2 separate regions of the Triticum aestivum genome follow, and region 2 is linked to region 1. Evidence: chromatin contacts called from public Hi-C data. All regions are on one chromosome and are shown on one strand. Each heading gives the region's core, a stretch centred on a gene start, on an enhancer-like site or on the middle of the called end of the contact. The rest is flanking DNA. Distances are from core to core; before and after follow the strand shown. Region 1 has its middle 14 kb from the start of LOC123091921. Region 2 has its middle 560 kb from the start of LOC123091921.

What was found. Hi-C and Micro-C count contacts between places; a contact is called where the count stands out from the background.
Region 2: a contact with region 1 is called in a Hi-C map of leaf, with 3 times the contacts expected there. The contact joins two enhancer-like sites. A contact is called at or near these places in 2 of 5 Hi-C or Micro-C datasets (both in leaf).

What each region holds. Positions count from the first base shown.
Region 1 is chr4B:247,189,148-247,193,594 of IWGSC CS RefSeq v2.1, forward strand. No RefSeq gene overlaps it. Among protein-coding and RNA genes, the nearest start is that of LOC123091921, 14 kb to the left of the region's middle. Within about 2 kb of position 2,039, at least 5 of the 8 cell types and tissues checked have an H3K27ac peak or open chromatin away from gene starts, as enhancers often do. A contact at or near this core is called in leaf, where this site is marked.
Region 2 is chr4B:247,740,479-247,744,925 of IWGSC CS RefSeq v2.1, forward strand. No RefSeq gene overlaps it. Among protein-coding and RNA genes, the nearest start is that of LOC123091921, 560 kb to the left of the region's middle. Within about 2 kb of position 2,258, at least 5 of the 8 cell types and tissues checked have an H3K27ac peak or open chromatin away from gene starts, as enhancers often do. A contact at or near this core is called in leaf, where this site is marked.

The sequences.
Region 1 (4,447 bases), core at 789-3,288:
GCACCATACGATTCCGAGGAGATAAAATTACCGAAATCCTGACTTGGCAGTCGTTTGATAAGTTTTATTGTTGTCAATCACATTAGGTTATTGAAATTTGAAGGTTCTAAAGTAAAAACTCTGACCTGCTTCTGTGTCCTCTCCAAATAGAAGAAATGGCACTATCTTTTGGAAATAAATGTCGATTAGATTTTAATTTTTTTGCATCATGACTGAAGGTGCCAGTTATTAGTAATATTTTCCTCTTCTTCAAAAGTTATAAAAGTACAGTTGGTCTAGGCAGTATTGACCACACATTAATTCAATGATTACTACGATTGGTTATAAGGATTTCAGAAGCATTGATGTTTATCCTAAATCTCTCTGTCCAATCTTTAATTTAGCAGATTTTTCTCCATTAGATAAAACTGAGTGGAGTTGCTATAATATGGTCTTATTTTATGTACAATCAAGAATATGTTTGTTTAACCAGTCGCGCCTTTCCTTTGTCATGGAATATGCTGCCGGTGGAGAACTTTGAATGTGCACTGCATTACAATTCAGTGAAATGCGGTCCCTCGTCAATCTACTTACTGTGTTATGTCATCAGGCTATCTTTATTCTGAACCATCTCTGCTAACAATGCATGTAATCTTGTAATATGTTTCATATGTGTGTCAATTGGCAAGGTACTTCCAAGGGTTAGCTAACTGTCAGTCAAAGGAAACCGATGCAAATAGCAAAAGACCCTCCTGGTACGTTGGGATCCCAACCCAGTGAAAAATTACCCAAGGGTGCTAATATTACTGTTATGTCAACTCCAACATGCTTATGATAATTGTACTAACTCTCTCATACGTTATATGTTAGTATTGTGTTTGTGTTATTTTCGCTATTTGGTTCCTAATTTTTGATCCACGGGCAGAACGTAGATTACATGATTTTGATAATGCCTACTAAATATAGCTTGAATATGTTACCATTGTATACAATTATTACTTTTATCTTGAAAACAATTTATTACGCTTGAAACCTTGGATACTCAAATTAAGTATTCTAATGCAAAAAAAAAAGAAATCAATAATGAAAAGAGTGTGTGTGTGTGTGTGTGGGGGGGGGGGGGGGGGGGGGGGGGGGGGCGTGGAGGGGTCTACCGCGATGTGAAATATATTAGACTACATGCTTACGTGTTTGAAAATCAAGGTGTGTGCTGAGTGGAGGTGAAACGGGATTGCAAATTGGATGTTCCATTGACATGGATGGAGTGGATTTTTACGGGGTGAGGAGGGGATGGGCGGAGAAAGTGGATAGAGGAGGAGGAACAACTGTGAAAAAAGTCAATAGTGTTGCATGACACCTAAAAGTATAACATGATTGGTGTTGAACCAATAAAATATACCTTCGTGCAACGCACGGGCAATTAACTACTCCCTCTGTAAACTAATATAAGAGCGTTTAGATCACTATTTTAGTATTCTAAACGCTGTTATATTAGTTTACGGAGGGAGTAGTATTCTAAAAAGTGCGAACACACACAGATTCTGTCACTGCCTCACTCTCTTCCTCTCTTATCTCGCCGAACGCTTTCTCGGCTGCTAGTCAGCACCATGGTCCGATGGTTTGATCCCTCCGCCGCCGTAGAACCTCCCGCACCGCTGTGTAGGCGCCGAGGCCGCGCGCCCGTAGGTCTGCTATCCTCCACGGCCGAATTCGACTTGGATGGGTAGAAGAGCTCGCTGTCTGGATCTGGGTGGCATAACCTCCCGCAGGGTTGATCGAGGGAGAAGCCGTCGAACATCTTGCGGCCTGCGCCGCCGCAGGTCGGCTGCTCCCGTCGGCCGCATGCCTCAGTCCCCGGCCGCCGCGCTGCGCTGTGCCGCTGCTGACTCTCCCGCTCGCCGCCTCATCTCCTTGGTCTTCCTTCTCATCCGCATCCTGCCGCAGTTTCACCTCCTTCCGCATGACATAGGAGGTGTTGCAGTGAGGATACAGAACAGTCTAGCACTGGTGAGCTTCCATATTCTAATACAAGATTACTGTGTGGCGAAAGAGCTCCTTCACGGGCGCGCGTCGCAACGCGCGACCTTCCTTTCATGTATGTGATGCCGACAAGGTCTGGTACAGGCCCACTATGTGGCCAAGAAGTCAAACGTGCAGAGGCATGCACGGGAGCCGCTGGCACATGCATCTCTCTCGTAGTATAATTTTCTCCCCCCCTGATTTTCACGGGTGGGGCCCGGTGTGGTTTTTTATTTCTTTGATTTTCGGTGGTGTTCGTTCAGGATGTATATATATGTGTTCTTGAATCTGGTTGATTCTGAATGGATCTTGATGAATGAATTGGGGAATTACGTGCTGACAAGTCTTATATTAGCATCTATGCATTTTATTCAGAGTTCGGGATCTGAATGGATCTGGATTTTTATTCAGGTTATTAAAGCTAAAGGGCACACTTTATTTGAAATCTTACGTGCTGACAATTCAGGCTACATGAGCTTGCATGCATCAGTTTTAATATGCATAACATCAACCGAATTAAAACCGAAGGTTACATCCACTTCCGTTTAGTACACTTCATTTGATGTTGAATGCATCCAAAGTGTACCATTCAGGCTACATGAGGTTCTATGCATCAGATTAAAACCTGAATTTCTCATGCATTGACAATTCAGTAGATGTTGAATGGATCTGGATGAATGAAGTGTGCTAACATGTGTACCCTTTCCACATTAAAACTGGAGCACATAAATCTTATGTTATTTGAAACTGGCTAAACTCCTGCTCAGTGGATCATTGACTAACCCGGTTCAATTTAATGGTCAGATTGATATTGTTGTTCAGAACAAACAATATTATAGTTTGCGCAGAATTCTATCCATCGACGCCAAAATTCAGAATCCTATGGTTCTCTAGATATTAAAAATTGCATCTATAGGTAGCTCCTAATCTTCATTGTGTTATTGGACAGATTTTTTTTTTACTTTTGTACCTGATATTTCTGTCATCATCTGGAACCCTCGTTACTATATATACCATAAATTATTTTTGCACAGTTGTATACCTTGTACCGCCGATTACTATATTTTACTTCTTTCTTGGGATAAAACACCTTCTAGAAATAGCAATCTGTTGTGGATATCTTCACGAATTAAGAAGCGAATGACGGCTCTCGATTCGCACTCAGTTACGGGCAATATTCTCGTGCCAGAGATGGATCAGATTGAGGTTCATTGTGAGGCAGCTACGGTGGAGCAAGATGATACGGAGGAAGGGGGGAGTCGCAAGGAAGAGGCGATCATGATACCTAGTCTGGAGCAGCCACAGGGCCTCTCCATTCAAATCCCTCGTCGGCGTGATACTAGCCAGAGTCCTGCTCGTACTCCTATTGCCGTGCCTTTGGCTGAGCACGAGTAACTTCCGCCTGCGATAGCCGGCCCTCTGTTTGCAGAGGAGACACTGATGCAAGGCCTCGGGCTCACCCCTGCCCCGTCAATACTGGGACCAAGGCCTGCAACTTCTGCACCGACACGTAGAAAGAAGACGCTCCCGCCAAACTTTACCCCAAGGAGAAGCGCTCGGCTGTGCAAGGCTGCAGGAGGGACTAATCTGGGGCCGGTGCGGCGCGCCCAGGCTGTTTTGCTCCGTAAAATGGGAGTTATTCAGGCAGAAGAGCAGGTATCTGATGAAGCCCTGGAAGAATACATCAAGCTTTTTGACAAGCCATTGGCGCCGCATCATGTCAAGGCGGTGATAGCTCTCTCTGCCCCGGATGAAGTCGACTTTGATTAACCAATGCAGCCAGAATTCAGCGCATTCTATCTTCCTAAGGCCGTGGAGCCCTGTGGCGCGTAGGTGTGTGTGGGGCTTTAGTGTTTTTTTTTCTGTTTATGATATGGAGATGTCCCTAGTTGTGTTGGTTTGGAATGTAAGGAGGCTTAATAACCCGGCGAGGAGGTGTTCCATCAGACTATTCTCGCAATCCTACAACATCTCTCTAGTGTGCTTTCAAGAATCTAAATTGGCTTTGGTGAATGGTGCGGTGGTGTGTGAAACTCTAGGCCCTGCCTTTGATGGTTTTGATTATCTGCCGGCTGATGACACAAGAGGGGGAATTATTTAGCCTGGAAATCTGATAAGCTATGGCTTTCTAACATTCAGAAGGATGAGTTCATGATTTCTGCTCGTGTACTCTCTCTTGAGGATGGTAAAGAATGGATGGTGTCATCAGTATACGTGCCACAAGGCCAGGATGATAAATTGCGTTTCCTGGAATAGCTAGTGCTTTTTGTCGAGCAAGTGCACATGCCTTGGATTATAACTGGGGATTTCAACTTGACATGCTCGGAGTTGGAGCGCAGCTCAGAGAGAGGTAACAGGAGGCTCATGTCCAAATTTAGACACTCTATTAACAAGCTGGGTCTGCATGATATGCCAATGATGGGTAGGCGATACACTTGATGCAATCAAC
Region 2 (4,447 bases), core at 1,008-3,507, 550 kb after region 1:
GTGCAAGTTTATGGAACTGACGCCTTGGACCCTAGTGGAAGGGCCAAGTTAACCCGCGAAGGGGCGTCAAGCTCATCTCATAGCGATCCTGGTGATGACTTCAATCGGGTGTTTTACGTGTCCGAGTGCACGGGCCCCTATGGAGGGTGGTCAGTCAAACTGACATGCTTTCTTTCGGAAAGGAACTGTGGGCAATAGATCGGATTGATTCACCGCGGAAATTCCCGGTGAGGCCTAGCCCAACCGGGCGACAACGCGCGAGGCGGCTGATTGGTGAGGACGTGTCCAACCAAGTGATGACGTGTGGGGTGTCCGAGCGATGAAGATGCATCCATCGGAGTGGCGATGCAAGGGGCGTCCGAGTGACGTAGATGCATCCCGTGGAGTGGCGTCGCACGGAACGTCCGAGTGATGAAGACGCATCCAGTGGAGTGGCGATGCACGGGGTGTCCGAGTGATGTATACGCATCCTGCGGAGTGGCAACGCGCGGGGCGTCCGAGTGATGTAGACACATCTTGTGGAGTGGCGACGCACAGTGCGTTCGAGTGATGTAGACGCGTCCCGTAGAGTGGCGATGCATGGGGCGTCCAAGTTGGGCAAGTTGATGATGACGCGAGCATCTTCGTGACCTTGTGTAGGGCGACCAAGTGATGATGACATGTCCAGCCGAGCGATGACGCACAGACGGCCGAGTTGCGACGCACGGGCGGCTGAGCGCCAATGATCCGGTTTGGTCCGTGTGAGCTAGTCCCATCCGAGTGACCACGCTGACTAGAGGGAGTTGCTGCCGAGTGAATGTTGCCAGAGTGAGTATGCGCCCGCGCTGCGTCGGGAAGGCGATACATGAGGATGAGCTACCGAGGACCCCCGGAAGCTGCTACCGAACCATTGACATGAGGGAGAAACTGTTGAGCATGGCAGCATGGCCAACTCCTGGTCCCCATGCCGCATGGGGTTCGTGCCTCCGGCGTGGGAGACGCTATCCTGTGCAAGGGTGGAGCAAGCTTCTGGTTGCCGTGGTGTGGTGTTGGCTTCATCATACAGGCTATCGGCAAGCACTTGGATTCAGACCGAGGAACCGCCGGGCCGTCGTGCCGGAGGCCAACGATCCACAGGAATACGCGAATGCCTACCGTTACCATTCACTGATGGGGTTTCCCACGTCTGAAACATGTACGTGCATGCAGGAGGCAGTAATTTGGCAAGAGTTAAGGCCGTAAATGCATCCAAGGGAAGTTTCCTTTTCCCACGACCATTTATCCCCTGCATGCAGGAAATAAATGGGAAGGAATTAAGGTTAGACGGAGAGTTAAAGGCGGGAGACAGAGCTCCCTGGTCGGCCATGGCGGTGGTCGCGGCTTTGGCATAGACCCAACATGAGGTGAGGCGGCCCGCGAAAAATCCGAGTGCGGGACGATGCTCTCCTATGAGGCCGCATCCGTGCGGAGCTACGCCGGGCCTGAGGCTCCCCGTGAAGGTCACCGCCGAGCTTTCGGCCCCATTCTCACCGCCGAGCCGTCATGGAGGCATGGCCACATCTGTCGAGGATGAAGCACTTCTTGCCGGCTCCTTCCCTTTGTCGCTCTGGGAGTCGGCCGGCCAGTTGGGACTACCCAGCCAACGCAGAAGCTGCGACCAAGCCACCAATCGAAAGGAGGAGCAGCACACTGCCAGGCGCAGCGATCCGTTGGGACGATGGAGGCAGATGTCGAAGAGCGGAGCCACCGTGTGTACACGCCTCCGTCGTGCAGATGATGCCAGAGCAAGGAGCATTGCGGCGTCAGATGCAGCACTTCGTTGGATAACGAGGCCGCCGTGTGTGTGTCGTTAATATCACCCCCTGCCTCTGTGCTGCGTTAGTTCTGCGCGAGATGACCACCTGAACCGATGCATGTTACTGTTTGATTCTTGTACAATGTACATGCTTGAATCGATTGACATGATGTCCAGTGAAGATGTATCTTTTCTCCTGCTTTTTTGATGCTTCCGTTACTCGCTGCAGAGATGAACAGTAGGAAACTTTACCTAATAATAAAAAAACTGGGTTTCTGGTCGTATGTCACGGAATTTGCCACTAGAGTTCACATAATTTACCCGCGCATGCCCCTGGTAACAGCAAAAAAATGATTCTTTTTTTAGTCGGTCATTGGTTTTGGTTCAATAACGTCTGATCCCCCAGCAAACGTCAGGGGCGTGGCCGCCCTATTGGCTGGACTCTCGCTCTTCCACCTAGAAGACCCAGGTTCGATCCCCTATCTGCCCCTTTTCTCAATTACTCCCTTTTTGCTCCCCCTTTTCTCTAGACAGATGCCCAATTGGGCCGGCCCAGAGCGGCCTTTAGCACTTATTTTTCTTACATTTTTTTACATACGTTCTGTATTTTTTCTTTTGGCTTTATTTCGAAATACTATGAATATTTTAATCATAAAAATCAGTTATATGCAGACTTTGAAAGAATGTTAATCATGCACTAAAGAAATGTCAAACATGTATAGAAAGAATGTTTCCATTATATACAAAAAAGAACAGTGCGTATAGAAAAATAGTACTATAATTTGTCATTCTTTAATAAATGTTAATCATATATTTAAGAACGTCAAATGTGCATACAAAAAATGTTTTTGATGTATAAGAAAAATGTATAGAAACATATATAATGTGTATGGAACAAAGTAGACATAAAAAAATAAGTTTTCAAAAATAGTATCATGTATTTGGACTATGTTAAACGTGTATATAAAAAATATTCCTGATGTATACAAAAAATGTAGAATGTGTATAAAAAGTAGACATAAAAAATAAATATGTTTTAAAAAATGTTGACCATGAAATTGGAAAGTATTAAATGTGTATATATAAAATGTTTCTTATGTATAAAAAATGTACAATGTTGCTGATACAAGCTTTACATAAACCAATGGCTTGACTTTAATTTTCATATTGTTTTAATTTTTTTCATTTTTTGAGAATATCAATGTTGATATGCAACCTTGAACATTTGATATGCATGTCCTTACAAATTGATTGTTTTTTATGGAGCTGTCTAATATGTTTGCAACCAAATTAAGATTTGACTTGGATTACAAAAAAAGCACATATATAAAGGAGGCAAAAATAATGCTCTTATGCATATGCTATCATTAAATAATAAAATATACTTTGCTATTTTCATCATAATGCAAATATTTGTTGGGCATCAGTGAGGAGGAACGACACCAAATGTGTAAAGATATACCTACAACTAGATAGATATTTATATTGTCTAAATTGGAAACACCTTGAATACACTTCAAAAATCATCACGTCTGTATGTTCTCGCGCAACATCACTTATCATATTGTTTTTCATGCGGCAACGTGCATGATTTCAAGAGATTTGCTGATGTATCGAGAGTGTGTATGAGAGGTATTTTTTTTCTCCTGTTGCAACGCACGAGCATGTTTGCTAGTAGAAAATAAACATAGATGAATAAATAAAAAACCATCTGCATCATGGCTCGATAGACGCCATGCCCCACGGTGGGCGCCAACTGTCGTGGGAACGATTCCGACAATAAAAAGGATAGGGTAAAGCAGCATGATCTACCGAGATGCATATGGGTGACACTGTGGTTTTAGCGAGTTCCGGCCTCTTGCAATGGAGATAACAACCCTCGTCTCGTGCTCCAGAGAGGCTTTGTTTTATCTGAGTATGTATCCGGAGATTACAATGAGAGAGATAGGAGAACAGATCCCTATGCCAGAGCTAAGTCCTGAAACTAATGGCGAGAGAGTTGAGGGAGAAGAATGCGAACGAGCCTAGTCTAGTGGTGAAGGGGTGGTGCAGTCTATATAAGGCATCCCCACCACTAGACTAGGCAGGTTCTCATTCTCCCTCGACTCTCTTGCCATTTGTCTTGTTAGAATAAATCCGAGGCATACCGTCGATCATCCGAGGACCAAGCAATCACAGGAGTACGACACCGAGATTTGTTAACGAGCTTCACCGATATGGCTAAATCCCCGGGGTCTGCCTATGGGCGCTCCTCCCCATGACACCGCTACAATACCGCACTCGGTCGCCCTAGGCGCCGTCACATGCCACCGGCTTCCCCTGCATTCCTGGGCTATTATGTTGGCATAGGTTACATCGTGTGTCTAGCTTCGCTATATATGAGAGGCCTAGGATACAATTGTCCGACTTGGACACGACTCCATATCCTATCTAAACACAATACAACTACAAGTCCAATTGTAACCTACCTTGTACACTATATTCGACACAACTCCAACAAACTCCACCTTGGTGAATATACTCCACCACCCTGGATTTGTCCATGCGTCAAACTTCCATTTACATTGGACTTGAGCTTATCCCATGAGTATCGCAGCTACTCCAAAGACTCCATGCGACTCCGCCTGCAACTTGTAGTCCCTTCTTTTCTTGGCCACAGTCAACACTCGAGCA